Linked DNA regions of Danio rerio: region 2 is linked to region 1. Evidence: chromatin contacts called from public Hi-C data. All regions are on one chromosome and are shown on one strand. Each heading gives the region's core, a stretch centred on a gene start, on an enhancer-like site or on the middle of the called end of the contact. The rest is flanking DNA. Distances are from core to core; before and after follow the strand shown.

The links. Hi-C and Micro-C count contacts between places; a contact is called where the count stands out from the background.
Region 2: a contact with region 1 is called in a Hi-C map of hematopoietic stem cells, with 2.7 times the contacts expected there. The contact joins the promoter of ndufa12 here to the promoter of acot18 in region 1. A contact is called at or near these places in 4 of 18 Hi-C or Micro-C datasets (caudal fin, embryo, hematopoietic stem cells and 1 more) and 1 of 4 datasets of contacts at active chromatin or transcription factors (embryo).

The regions. Positions count from the first base shown.
Region 1 is chr4:26,340,796-26,347,878 of GRCz12tu, forward strand. It overlaps acot18 (acyl-CoA thioesterase 18), which reads left to right and starts at 4,725. Exons shown (of 12, transcript NM_001201537.1): 1 at 4,725-4,769; 2 at 5,363-5,440; 3 at 6,560-6,762. The coding sequence starts at 4,729. acot17 (acyl-CoA thioesterase 17) reads left to right here. Exons shown (of 12, transcript NM_213247.2): 9 at 401-494; 10 at 563-643; 11 at 2,381-2,522; 12 at 3,142-3,616. The coding sequence ends at 3,263.
Region 2 is chr4:26,486,392-26,493,116 of GRCz12tu, forward strand. ndufa12 (NADH:ubiquinone oxidoreductase subunit A12) reads right to left here and starts at 4,381. Exons shown (of 4, transcript NM_001033103.2): 1 at 4,215-4,381; 2 at 941-1,023; 3 at 745-832. The coding sequence starts at 4,303.

The sequences.
Region 1 (7,083 bases), core at 3,475-5,974:
ATTATGAGAAAACAAAAAATAAATGCAGACCTACAAAACAAAATTAGGATCTTTTAAAATACTACAATAGAGACATTTTTAACAAAAAAAAGTTATATTTGACTATGCACAATATTAATATAATCATATTTAGTATTCTAAGTATTTGAATGAACTTCTACAGCATATTTATTTATAATTGTGTGTACAGTTTAATTTTAACAAGTAAATTAAACAGATTAAAGCATCTAAAGAACTAATTTACCAAGAAATAGCACATCTTACAATTTTTGTAATGGTATTAGATGTTTCTGTCATATATATTGTTCTTTCACAAAGTGAATAAACCCTCTCATATCAGGCACTTGAATAACTGGTCCTAATGATAAACAGTAACACACAATGGTAATGCTCATTGCAGGCTTAACGGTAAAATACAAGTGAATGAGGACAACCACTTAATACACAGAAACACGATCTTGCCAATTCCCTCAGACCCGGCTCTGAAAGTAGACGTAAGTTTGACTTCAGCATGTTTTTTTGTCTTTTTTTTTTTTTTTGTAATTATCAGTTCCGTTTTCAGGTTGGGAGAATAAAGTGTCCTCTTTTGTTGGTGAATGGTACTGATGATCAGAATTGGGCTACCGTTGAATCTGCTGAAGATGTGAGTCTATTGTTTGTATGAATGTTTTTTTTTTTTTTATGTATGTATGTTAATTTATATATTTCAGTCAAATTCCCTGACTTTCACTGACATAACGCCACATCAGTAGGAAATACTGCAAAACTTTCCTCTATCCTTGCTCAAAGATAACTTGAAAAAGAAATATTTAAAAAAGGATTAAAAATTTCACTGTAGGGCTAATAACATTAACATAAACCTGTAGCTCAATAATGATTAACCTTTATAGAATTTATACAGTAAAGACTATATACAGTTTGCAATGTTATACTTGATTACTGTATATTATTCAGTTTGTTTAACGAAAAAGATGCATGAAAAACCTGAAAAGCACTGTTTATTTAAATAGTGTGTATGCTATATTTTATTCATTTTGTGTTGTGCTTTACTTTTATTAATTTTATTTTTCTTTGACAGTGCTTTTTTACTGAGCATATCATATATACCGTACCGAAACAGTGGCCAGAAAACCAAACATGAGAAGTCTGTATTGTTATACAGCAAGTAAACACGTGGTTGATGAACATGCATGACTGTTAAGCTCATGTCTTTTAAAGCACTTTGTACATGAGCATCTCGCTCACTGCTAAACAGAACAAACCAGCTGAAATCGGCCTGGCTGGTCAATCGAGTGTCTCTAATTGAAAGCAAGTTAAATTTAATATGATGAGAAAAAACTAATTCTGATATTCCATTACTTGGACATAAAATATAAACATTTCTTTGACTTTCAATGACTGGAATAGACCTTTTGTAATTTAATGGTTATACTTCAAAAAGATGTGTGTAAGCTCATGTAAAGGAATAATAACAATAGATCTTTTTTTTGTAAAAATGTTATCTTTTACGTAATATATTTTATCCTTAATTAGATGGATAAAAATCAACTTAACCAAAAATTAGAAATGTGGATGTACCCTGGTGGATTTGTTTTGATACATTTTTGCTGAAGGGAGGACATCAACATGACATCAGGTTGACGTTGTACGCCAATGTCGTAGGACTTTCCAGTTTGTTTGGAAATAAAAAATCAGGTTGACATCAGAACCCAACGTCAGGCTGATGTCAATGTCCAACCTAAAATCGACCAAATATCAACATCTAATGATATTACAGCTTGACGTTGTGTAGACATTACAGAAATGACATCTATCAAAATCCAAAAATGGATTTTGGTTGACATACCTGCTGAATAAATGTCAGTGTATGATGTCAATGTGACGTTAATTTGAAATGTTGGCTCTACATTGGATTTTGGTCATTTTCCAACACAACCTAAAATCAACAAAATATCAACGTCATTTCAAATCGTTATTGGACGTCAAAATAACATTGTCCTTAGATGCTGGTGACCTAAAGCTAACCTAATATTAACGTTGTAAGACGTTATGTGCCAACTGGAATGGTTCACTCAAAAAAGAAAATCCTGCCCTGGGTTATTCACCTTTGACTTGCTCCAAATGAGTTTTTATATAGATACACTGGACAATTTGAAAATCCTTTAACCACTGACTTCCATTGCATTTGTTTAGTAGGTTCTACTATGCATGTCACTGGTTACAGGTTTCCACCCTTCTTCCAATATTATTCATCAGATATTCTCATGAATGTTGGTACCCAAAATGTTCTGTTTACCATTGACTTTAAATAACAGTTATCCGTATAGTGTTCACACAAATGCAATTAATTAGAACCTTGATATGATTCATTTACACACAGATGGAGATGATGATGAAGAAAGCAGGAAATCGACAACTGCTGACTGTCTTGACATACCCTGATGCTGGTCATCTAATTGAACCTCCATACACACCTCACTTCAGAGCAACTAACTTCCTCCTGCATAAAATGAATGAGAAAGGCAAGCATACATGATCTATCATTGCCTTCTGTTTTGCAGTTTTCATATCCTTTTTCCTCACATGACAACTACGTTTTATTTATGAGCCGCACTTAGAAATTAGGGAACTTTCATTCAAATGAACATAAATAATACACCTGTTATAATATTCAATATACTATATGGTTTTATTTACATAATAGTGAGGTAGCCGAAATGGAATAGTTTTTTGCGATTTACAGTTTGTATTATACACAATAACAATCAGGATAATCTCCATTTACAAATATCAAATATCTGCAAAATGGCCAAAAACGCTGTATTACAAGATGACAGTGGCAAATGCTGGCTTGGTATACGCAAGTATATGTAGAAAAGTGACAACATGTCTACAGCCGCTAATTTGGTATGCATTTAGAACTCTCCATTTACATATAAAGCATCTGCGATGTGGGATATAATATTCGTTAAGTGAATCCACATGTTGCACTAGTATGAAACTCATACAGGTTTGAAACATGTGGAGGGAGAGTGAATAATGTCAACTAACATTTTTTAGTAATGCGTCTCTTTAAATCTCCTTAAATGTGTAAATATCTGTTTGAATGTACATCTGAATGTTGTTTTGTTGTTTCTGCAGTTGTCATGCTGTGGGGTGGACAAACTAAACCACATGCATACGCTCAAGAGGACTCATGGAAGAAGATTTTAGCATTTTTTCGAGAGCACCTCTACGGTTCAAGCGTTAAAGCCAAATTGTAGTTTCTTCATTTGAGACTGTGATATATGACCAACTTCATTTCAAAATGCCTTTAAATTCAATGATGATGCTGCCAGTACTTGATGTTACATTTCACTTTGTTATCTGTATTGCATAAAAGAGGATCTTAAGTATATTTTAAGCAATACTTTTGTAGCAGACACATGCCAAAATGCATTATTAATTATTGTAATAATTATGTACAGAAATTAATAATTACATGGTTATGGTAACACTGCCAAATAAATGTATTAGATTCTGTTTGCGGAGAAAGACACTTAAGATGATTCTGGCACTACATTTTCTTATTTTGTAATCAAAATCTACCTCTGCTTAATAAAAGCATAAATAATAATTTGAGATCATTTCATTTTCTAATTTAGTTGGACTTTTGTTTGTTTTTAAAAAAAAAGATTGTGTGTTTTCTAAAATGACTATTATGATTATGAGAATCTGTGTTTTAAACATGAAAAATATTTATGCAATCTAGAAGATTTGAGATAATTTGGATGAATTTGCTATAATAAAAGTTAGTTTTATTTATATTAATGGTATTTTGGGATGTAAATACCTGTTGTATAATTAACCTGTATGAGTTGCAAAAACAATGAGTTTGCTCATTTTTTTACCGATAAGATAATAATATCAGAAAGGCAATCAGCTCATCCAATCAGCCAAGTTTTGCTGTTGTCAGAAAGGATCAATCACGACTAAAGTCAAGGCAATTGATAGCAAAATTTTGGAAGCAATCGTACTGATTATAAAAACATTAACCTTTAGTCTTGACACACTACACACATTGTTCTTCAAAATGATGCAATTGTTTAGAAATCGATCTCCTTGAAGTGGAAAATACTTCTTCCTGGGACATTTTTAACTCCCTTAAAATTGCAGTTGTTAAACCCCTCTTTAAAAAAGAGCAATTTGGATAACACCCTATTGAGCAACTACAGACTGATTTTGGTTTCATATTTTGACAACTTCAACTCCTCTGCTACAGGTGTTTTTTAATCATTTATTGATTTATTTTTGTTTGTTAATTTTTGTTATTTTATTTATAAGTTTGTATTATTATTATTATTGAGAATGGAAAGATTGTGAATGTATGCAAACTGATTGTTATCTTTTGTGTAATTATAAACTGTATTAATGCCTTTCTGTTTCCGTTCAAGCAATGTTTATAAAAAAGATGTTCCTTGAAGCCAAGAAAATCTTCATCTATAGCTCAACAGATAAGGGAGAAGAGCAGTCTGACATGCTTTAATTTACTAGCGTTAGATAAAAGAAACAGATTTTAAAAAGGTGGCACTTAGTGACACTTTTGCTTGTACAATAAACTGCCTGCACAATATCAATTCATGGAAGAAGATGAAAAAAAACACTAAGCTCTGAATATATCCTATCTACTGGAAAATGTTTTTGATTCGAGTCACCAGCAGATGGCAGTAATACACTGATAAGTGTGGCATGTTAAAAATAGAAAGAAGAAGAACAGGACGGGACCATGGGTAGGTCTATGGTGGGACACCACTCAAAAACATAAATATTTTGTATAAGTGTGGGTCAATATGTTGGTATTTAATAATTTGTATATTTGTTGAAATCTATGCAATTTACGCGTTGTCTTTGTGGTGGTTGGAGCTTGTGTTGCATTAATTGTGATTTGTCTTCCCTTCAAAATGACATGCTAATTTAGAGTTTCAGTGTCGGAATTTACAGTATTTGCATTAAAAAGGTATGCCCTGGCTTTAGAATGTTATAAAGGACATTTGCTGCTGTGATGACATTCTGTGTCAAAGGTAACATTTCGTCATCAGCATTAGTCCATGCTGAACTTCAGAACGTCATCACTACAGGTAGTTATTTGAACGATAAGTTAAATTATCTAACGTTATACTAACGTTACGTCTACAATTTGTAGTTATAACGTTCATTTCCTGTAGGTAAATTAAAATAGATTGGATTTAAATTAGATGGATATCGTTCTTTAAAACTTCCTTCTGCCTGGGTCTTTCACTTACGCAAGCTTACACGTTAAACAAGTTGTAAACTTTTTGAGAAGTGAAGTAATACATAATTTATTTATCTTTTGCCTTTGTAGGAATATTGTGACTGACTCTAATCAGTTTATAGAAGAAAGAAACGTCTATTATCGGACTACCATGTTGGCACCTGTTAGGTAACGTACATATATTTCTTGTCATCAACAAAGGTTTTAACAAAATACTGTATGTATTTTTTACAGCTACAGAATCATGACTTCGTAATTTAATTAATTCGTTTATTTTTTTGTCTGTGATTGTGATTAAGTTAACATTATCATAATTTGTGACATTGCGGCAGGTAATTGTTGATTTTACTAGCGTTTATTAGGCAACATGATTGCAACTCACTTACCCTGATTGTTCCAAAGTCATGTAGGCTAACTGTGTAGTGTGTAGCAAATGGGGAATTTTGCCTTTTCCCCTCCATGACATTGATGAATAGTAACTGACTAACGTTAGTGTAGTGTAAAAATAAATGTAAAAGCACCACATTTCATAAAAATGGTCAGAGTCTTGTCTTAAATGTGTCTTCAGGAAAAAAAATATAACATTTTCAGAACAATTCTTCTCCTGAGATAGTAATGCCTGGTTTATTAATCAAAGTCAGCTTTGTTGTTGTCTATTAAATGATATGTACAGTAAATACAATTACACATATAATTTAATCTTAAAATATAAGTAAAAAAATTGTAAACAACGCAATTACACTCAAGGGCACATGGCAAGGAGTGCAAACCAGAGTTGTGCAGATGCTAAACAGTTTATAGTGCAACAAGCTTGTAAATATGATCATATTTACTATATTTATCATAAGCCTGATAAGGTAAGATGATATGAAAAGGTAAATATGATTAAACATTTGTGAATCGATGATTTAGTCACATTACTTTGTCTTTTTAAATTTAAATAATTTAGCATTTAAGTGTGTTTATATAATAATTTCTATAAAAATAATATAAAAATAATTAAATGTAATATAAAAATAGATAGGCCCACTGTATACAGTAGTCAACATTGAAAGTGGGTCACAACATTTTATTAAAGTTAAAGTCCTAAAAGTATTCAACAACTCTTATTGTTGTCCAAGAAAAATATTGAAAAACTAATAATAAACTAACAACCACTAATAAAAACCAATAAGTGTATTCACAACAGTGAATCAAAGGGAAGATTTGTACATTGGAAAGACTTATAGGGAAAAAAATATTTTTGTTTGTTTATTTATTTATTTTTGTTTATTTATTTCTCCCTAGGACTGTGAGCACCGCGAATAGGACAAGTCCTTTGTTGACTGTTCAGCCTCGTCGAGGACTGGTTGACGAGAAGTTTCAAATTGTCATAACAAATTTACTGCCAAATCAAGAGGTAACGCTGCACTCTCTACATCAGTCTGAAGATAAGGACTTCTGGGAGGCTTTTGGACACTATATCAGTGATGAACATGGAACAGTGACAGGTGTGTACAACAATCTGATGCATGACTCCAACCTAAACATACTCCATACCAACTACCCTTCTAAAGTGTGGAAAAACTGACAGACTGAGGCTAGACATTATTTTACACTTTGCACTCTCATCCCCTTACTTTTCTTGTCCTTTACTACATTCATTGCTTGAAAAAAATTGGTTTATCAGTGCAAATTTGGCTTTAATATTATACAGTTGGTAAAGAAGTGGATGCATGCTGCACAGCTGGTTTGATGACATCATTAAAAACAAGCATGGGTAACTGCACCAACTTTAGCTTGAAAACTGTGTTTTTGACATTTAACTTTTA
Region 2 (6,725 bases), core at 3,131-5,630, 150 kb after region 1:
AAACATTGGGCAATTATATGGAAGTGTAATGTGGTCAAAACCTGCCAGAACTATTTTAGCTGTGATTTATCTGAAAATAATTACACACCTTAGAACATAGGTCTCAAACTCAATTCCAGGAGAGCCACAGCACTGCACAGTTTCGCCCCAACCCTATCAAACACAGCTGATCCAAATAACCGAGGTGTTTAAAAGAGTCATGAACACCTTAAATAGTTGGATCAGCTGTGTTTGATTAGGGTTGGAGTAAAACTGTGCAGAGCTGAAGCCCTCCAGGAATCCAGTTTGAAACCTATACCTTACAACATTAATCAGCCAATTGAAATAAAGCATTTAGCAGCCCTGTGGTATAATCTGATGGACAATTGGCTCATATGAATCTTTTCACACATTTAATTTGTGACACAACTGGCACAAAATGAGGCAGAAATGCATTTCAGAGAACACATTTTTGATCACCTACACCAGAGGTGTCAAACTCAATTCCTGGAGGGCCGAAGCCCTGCGCAGTTTAGTTCCAACCCTGCTCCAACACACTTACCTGTAGGTTTCAAACAAGCCTGAAGGACTCAATTAGTTTGACCAGGTGTGTTTAATTAGGGTTGGAACTAAACTGTGCAGAGCTGCGGCCCTTTTGGAACTGATTTTGACCTGTGACCTACACCATTCATCTATTATCATCTCACTGTGGAGGGTAAAATAAAATCGGATAAGCCCCTGAGAATAGATTTATCTAAATGTTACCATTCAGCGGGGACCATGCTGCCATCAACATCCCAAAAAGTATTCTTGCCATTCATCTCGGTGGTGTAAATCACCCATCGGTGACGGCCTAAAAGACAATTAACAAAAAAAAATTTAAAAATTAATAAAACACACACAAATCTAAAACACTATGGATTTGTGCACACACAGACAGCATACATCTGTAAATTCATACCGAAGAAGAATCTGTTGTCCTCATAGTATTTATTGCCATATTTGTCAGTACCGATCAAAGCACCTGTCTTGGTTTCTTGCACCCTGAAATGGGTAGAAAAATTGTAAAAAAAAAATTTTTTTAAAAAGTAAACAAAATATACAAATTAATATAATATTATATAAAACAGTTTTCATATATATCAATACACAAAACAAGAACAAGCATTGGCTCGTACTGTGGACAAAAAAGACAATATAGCTGCTATAAGCCCTAGAGTACCGAATATGTTTGTCCAGAATCTGTTCAATAAGGGACCAATGTCCCCTTTAAAAATGCATATTGTTTCCATTTCTGATTAAATGTAGTTAACCCCTTAATGCACTACTTGGGTCTAGAGTGACCCATTTAAGTTTATTTTTCTATATCTATTTTATAGCTTGTGCATAAAAGGGTTAATCATTTTGATTAATTTAAACAAAACTGTTTCATTAAACTGTTAAGTCCATAAAAATAGTAGTTCGGTCTCCTAACATCTTTGGGGACAGAAATACAAAACATTTAAATTCAAACAAGTAGCACAGAATAATATTAAAAGAAAAAAAAAACATACAATATAATAAATAAATAATTTTAGCACTAAACAAATACATTATTTCTGTGTGTGTACACACACAAAAGACAAGCAGTTATTTTGGCTAAGAAAATATGAAATGTATACAATCTGTGCACAGCTGTCATTAAGTTAATGGTTACTAATGTCTACATTTATTGAGAACTGTGATCAATTTGTCTGGAACTACTTGTGCATTACACACGATTTTTTTGCACACAATCAAGAATTTCAACAGACCATGATATAATCATGAGTTACGAGTGTGTGCATTATTGTATATATAGAGAATACTTTACAATACGGCCCATGCAGTTAATTTTAGCTAATGTATTAATTAACATCAACAAACAACAAGCAAAGCTTGTACATCATTTATTAATTATAGTTCAATATTAACGATAACAAAGTTACAATGAAAAACAACAACTAACAAATTCTTGGCCCGATCCTGTTTAGTATGTACATAATTGACCTTCCAAAAGTCTTTCCTACTATTAATATTCAAATGTATGTTGGTGACACAGCTTTATATGTGCACGCAAAAAAACTAAAAAAAAAAAACTGAGGCATTGGTTCAGGTCTCTGATTGGTTGTGTGACTCAAATCTTAATTTGAATACAAGTAAAACTGCTTGTATGTTTTTCTAACAATCATTGACAGTTATTCAACATCCTGATGCATTTGTTAAAAGAGAGTAAAAAGCTCAGGGTTGTCTAATTTTAGATTCACAATCACAACTGACGTTCCAAAACATGCCAAGAAGGTTGTTAAAACTGTTAAATTTAATCTGGCCAACTTCAGGCCTTTACTACCTTACTTGACTAAGAAGCAGCAAATTTTTTATGCACTTCATGATTTTTTCCTCATATTACATATTGTCTTACTAGTTGGTCACACACCAGTACAACAGTGTTAAAATCAGTTGAAACACTTCATAAACAGAGACTTAAAGGATTTGCTCAAAAGACTATCGTGAATTATCATTGTAATATAATATAAAAACATTTTTTATTGAGCTTTGATAATATGAAATATTTGACTGATGCTTGTATGATTTTTAAAATTTTTAAAATCTCCATTATGTGTACAGAGAGAAATAATGGTTGTGGAACACAATCTATTACTAGAGGAGACTGTGCTGTGCAGTTTAGACAAACAACTTTTGCACGGTCAGTCTTCTCAGTTAGAGCCAGTCATTTCCTCTACACACTTCCTATTGATTTAAGAATTTAATTTAAATACAAGTTAAAGAAATGGTTAAAAGCTAATCAAGCTTGTAATCGTTTAATTCTATTCTCTAGCTTTTTAATAAAATTCTTATCACATGCTTTGTCTTTGTGATGTATATAACTTTACTGTTCTTGTATGTGTAATAATGTGTGTTTTTTATTTTTTATTTTAGGCTGCCTTTTTAAAATCTGGCAGGGGGCAACAGATGAAAATTAGCCCTTGTGGCTAACTCTGGCTTATTTACAGTTTTACTATTGATTGATGAGCATTGTCCCTGTTAAATAAAATAAATGTAAAAAAAATAAATTTCAATTCCAACAACTGTAATTTTATTAACTGATGTTAACACACACAAGTAAATACCTTAATAAATGTATTGTCCATTACTTGTTTGTGTTAGTAAACACAGTAACTAGACTTAACTATGTGACCCTTATTATACTTTCTCCATACACATTTGTACACAGCACCTTATAACTTGTGTATATATATATATATATATATATATATATATATATATATATATATATATATATATATATATATATATATATATATATATAACAAATCTGTACATACAACTCAACATCTCGATCTTTTTTGACTAACTGCATCTCTGTTTAATGTTTATCATCTTTTTCTTTTTTATGTTGTCACTTTATGTAAACTGGAAGCTTCTGTAGCCAAAACAAATTTCTTGTGTGTGAAGCACACTTGGCAATAAAACTGATTCTGATAAAATGTTACCAATAAAATTAAATAATTCTTGAAAATTTCTAGTTAACTGAATTATGTGTGAACGATTTGGATTATGTCTGTAAAAAAGTCAATATTTGGTCTGATAACATTTCCTAAAAATTTCAAATGAAATATTGTCATTTAGTGCGTGTGTTTACCAAAATTTACTATTAGTTTGTATAACAAACGATTTCATATGTGATGATTACTGCAAAAAAAAGTGGATTTCTGAACTCTTCTAAAGTTTAAACATTGGTATTGTTTTGTCTAAAGAGACATATAAACGTCATTGTTTCTAATTAAAGCATTTAAAAAAGCTTTAAATGACTATACAATATTATAATAGATTTAGCAAATGTTACTGAATTTAAAACCTTTAATAACTTTATAATGTTAAAGCTATTGCTGCGATTAATTTAAAATAAAATATAATGAGCTCTTATTTTTTTGCTAAGTATCTCAAGTCATAAAATGTTTTATTGTAATTTGTCATTTAGTTTGTTCACACCATTACCTGCAAAGCTATAGTAATACGGTAATACAAATAATCCTTCAAATCAAGAGACTTATGTTCAGTGTTTTGTAGTCATGTGTACAGTCACTATCAGAAAGGTCATTGCTTTAAGCTCAGTGTCTAACTGCTTTACACGCGTTATTTGATATCTCTGATTATATCGAAAACTGTAAAGCACAAATATTTTAGTGTCCCACCTGAACAACTGCACCAGGAAGCCTTTTACACCGCCGTGACCGGTAAATTCACCGACGAACCGCCGCATTAACGTTGCGTACCCCGCCATCGCTGACGGACTCTAAACACCGACGGACTGTCGCGCAACTTCATCGTTCCTCCGGTAAAACGATCACGAACGATGCGTTCCGCCAAAATGTTTGGACAGAATTAAAGTGCAGGTTAGTGACCCCAAGTGAGTCAACGTATAGTAAATTCAGTTAAAAAATTATAAATTTTCTATGAAATACATTTTACTATACATTATTTATGGCTTTTGATATTTCAGTTCACGTATGTCATGCCTGTCATTTAAATCCACCCTACTTTTAACCTTATTTCTTTCTTTGTAAAAATTACATTAGGCCTAAAATATGTTTTATTAAACACTTAAAATGTAAAAATTACTAACTTATTGAGGTATATTTTACATCATAATCGAAGAACTTTGCAGTTCTCTAAACTGTTCATATTCATTTTGTGTTAATCTCTTTAATGTTATTATTACATTTATTTATTTATTTATTACAGCAATTCATTATATTCATATTTCATCTTAAAAATAGCTTAAAATCAAGAAAAAATTACATTTTAAAATATATCCTCTTAAAAATTAAATAGTCTAAGTTAAACATTTCAAAATATTAATTTCTTTGTTTTGTGTCTTAGTTAGCATACTTTTTAAGAAAATATTAGCAATATCATAGTAGTATTAAAACTATGCGTTTCATCAAAACAAGCCTAGTAATATATCCGAAATCTGGAAATATGGGCTAATAATAATTATTGTTATAGGTCATAATTAGCCCTGGGGACAAGAAGGAAATGTCCTCCTAAATTTTCTAAATATATCAGCCTACATGAAAATTTGATTTTTATGGCATATTTCTATCTAAATATTTTACATAAATTATATAGTTGAAGTCAAATTATTATTATATAATTGTTATAATAATAGTCAACCATTCTTTTTTTTAGCCATTTTTCTTTATCAAAAATTTACCCAAATAATGTTTAACAGAGCAAGGAATTTCTCACAGTATTTCATACGAAATTTTTCTTCTGAAGAAAGTTTTACTTGTTTTATTTTAGCTAGAATAAAAGCAGATTTTATATTGATTGTAGATTTTATAATAATGTTTAAAAATGACTAGACTTGACTTGTTTTATTTTATCTTTTTAAACAATTTTAAGGTTAAAATTATTAGCCCCCTTTAGCATTTTCCCATAGTCTACAGAACAAACTATCATTAAACAATAACTTATCTAATTACCCTAACTTGCCTAATTAACCTCGTTAAGCCTTTATATTGCACTTTAAGCTGAATACTAGTATTCTTGAAAAACATCAAGTAAAATATTATTTACTGCCATCATGGCAAAGATAAAAGAAATCAAAAAATATAAATTAGTTAGTCACTTAACTAATTTAGTATCAATATTAAAACTAGTATTTAAAAAATCAACAAAACTGTAAAAAAAAAAAAAACAGCAAAAAATTTGATAATTTCTTAAAGAACCCTGTGAATCTGAAAATGAGTTATTTTATAGAACTGAAAAAAAAAAAAATATTATTCAATGACCCAGCAAATAATTGCAAGTAATTATAGGATTTTTTTTTTAATTCCTCACTAAGGCTAAGACCATTCAACATATACAAAATATTTAGCAAACGTGAGATACTGAATGTCTTTGTATAATTTGTATAATAATAGTATTAGCTCTACTAACTGATTCAAAATTAACACAAATACGGATTAACAAATAATAAGCAAAAATCAAGTAATTGAAATCGTGTAAAATTCAAGAGCTCAAAAACTAAACAAAATGCAAAAAAAGTCACGCATTGAAAGACAAGCATAAATGAAAAATAAAACTCATATAAAATGACATTGCACAAAACTGACAATTCAAAGTTTTCCAAATTGTAAACAAAAGCAGTCCACTCATATTGAATGTGTTTGTTTCCATATGATCTTTTTGGGCTTGTCTCTACATTGTGTTGCCAAATATGCCATTCGAATTTCGTTTAAATCAGGGGTGTCCTAACTTTTTCTTATAAAGGGCCAAAAACCAAACTTGATTGAGGTTATACTTGGCTAATATACTTGGCTAATTTCCTAATTTATTTAATAATGTTTAAAAATGACTAGAAAATATTGTTTTATATTAGCTAATAGTTTTTCTTTTACATTTATTAATGAACTTATTACAATAAAAAACAAAACAATCTCATGTATAACAGAATTACACTAGTTTTTGCCTTAATTTGTTTGTCATTGTCTTCTAGATAGTCCTCTATTCACTGAAAAAAATCAGATTCATTTACAACATTTATTTAAAACATTTTTGTCGCTCAGCAATAGAACAAACAAAAAAAAAAGGCTACTTCCAAATTAAAAATGACAATTGGCGTTCATCTTAACCTTCTCCATCATACTCACTTCTCCTCTCAGATGGGATGGTGGGATAAAAATCAAGAATTACAATGG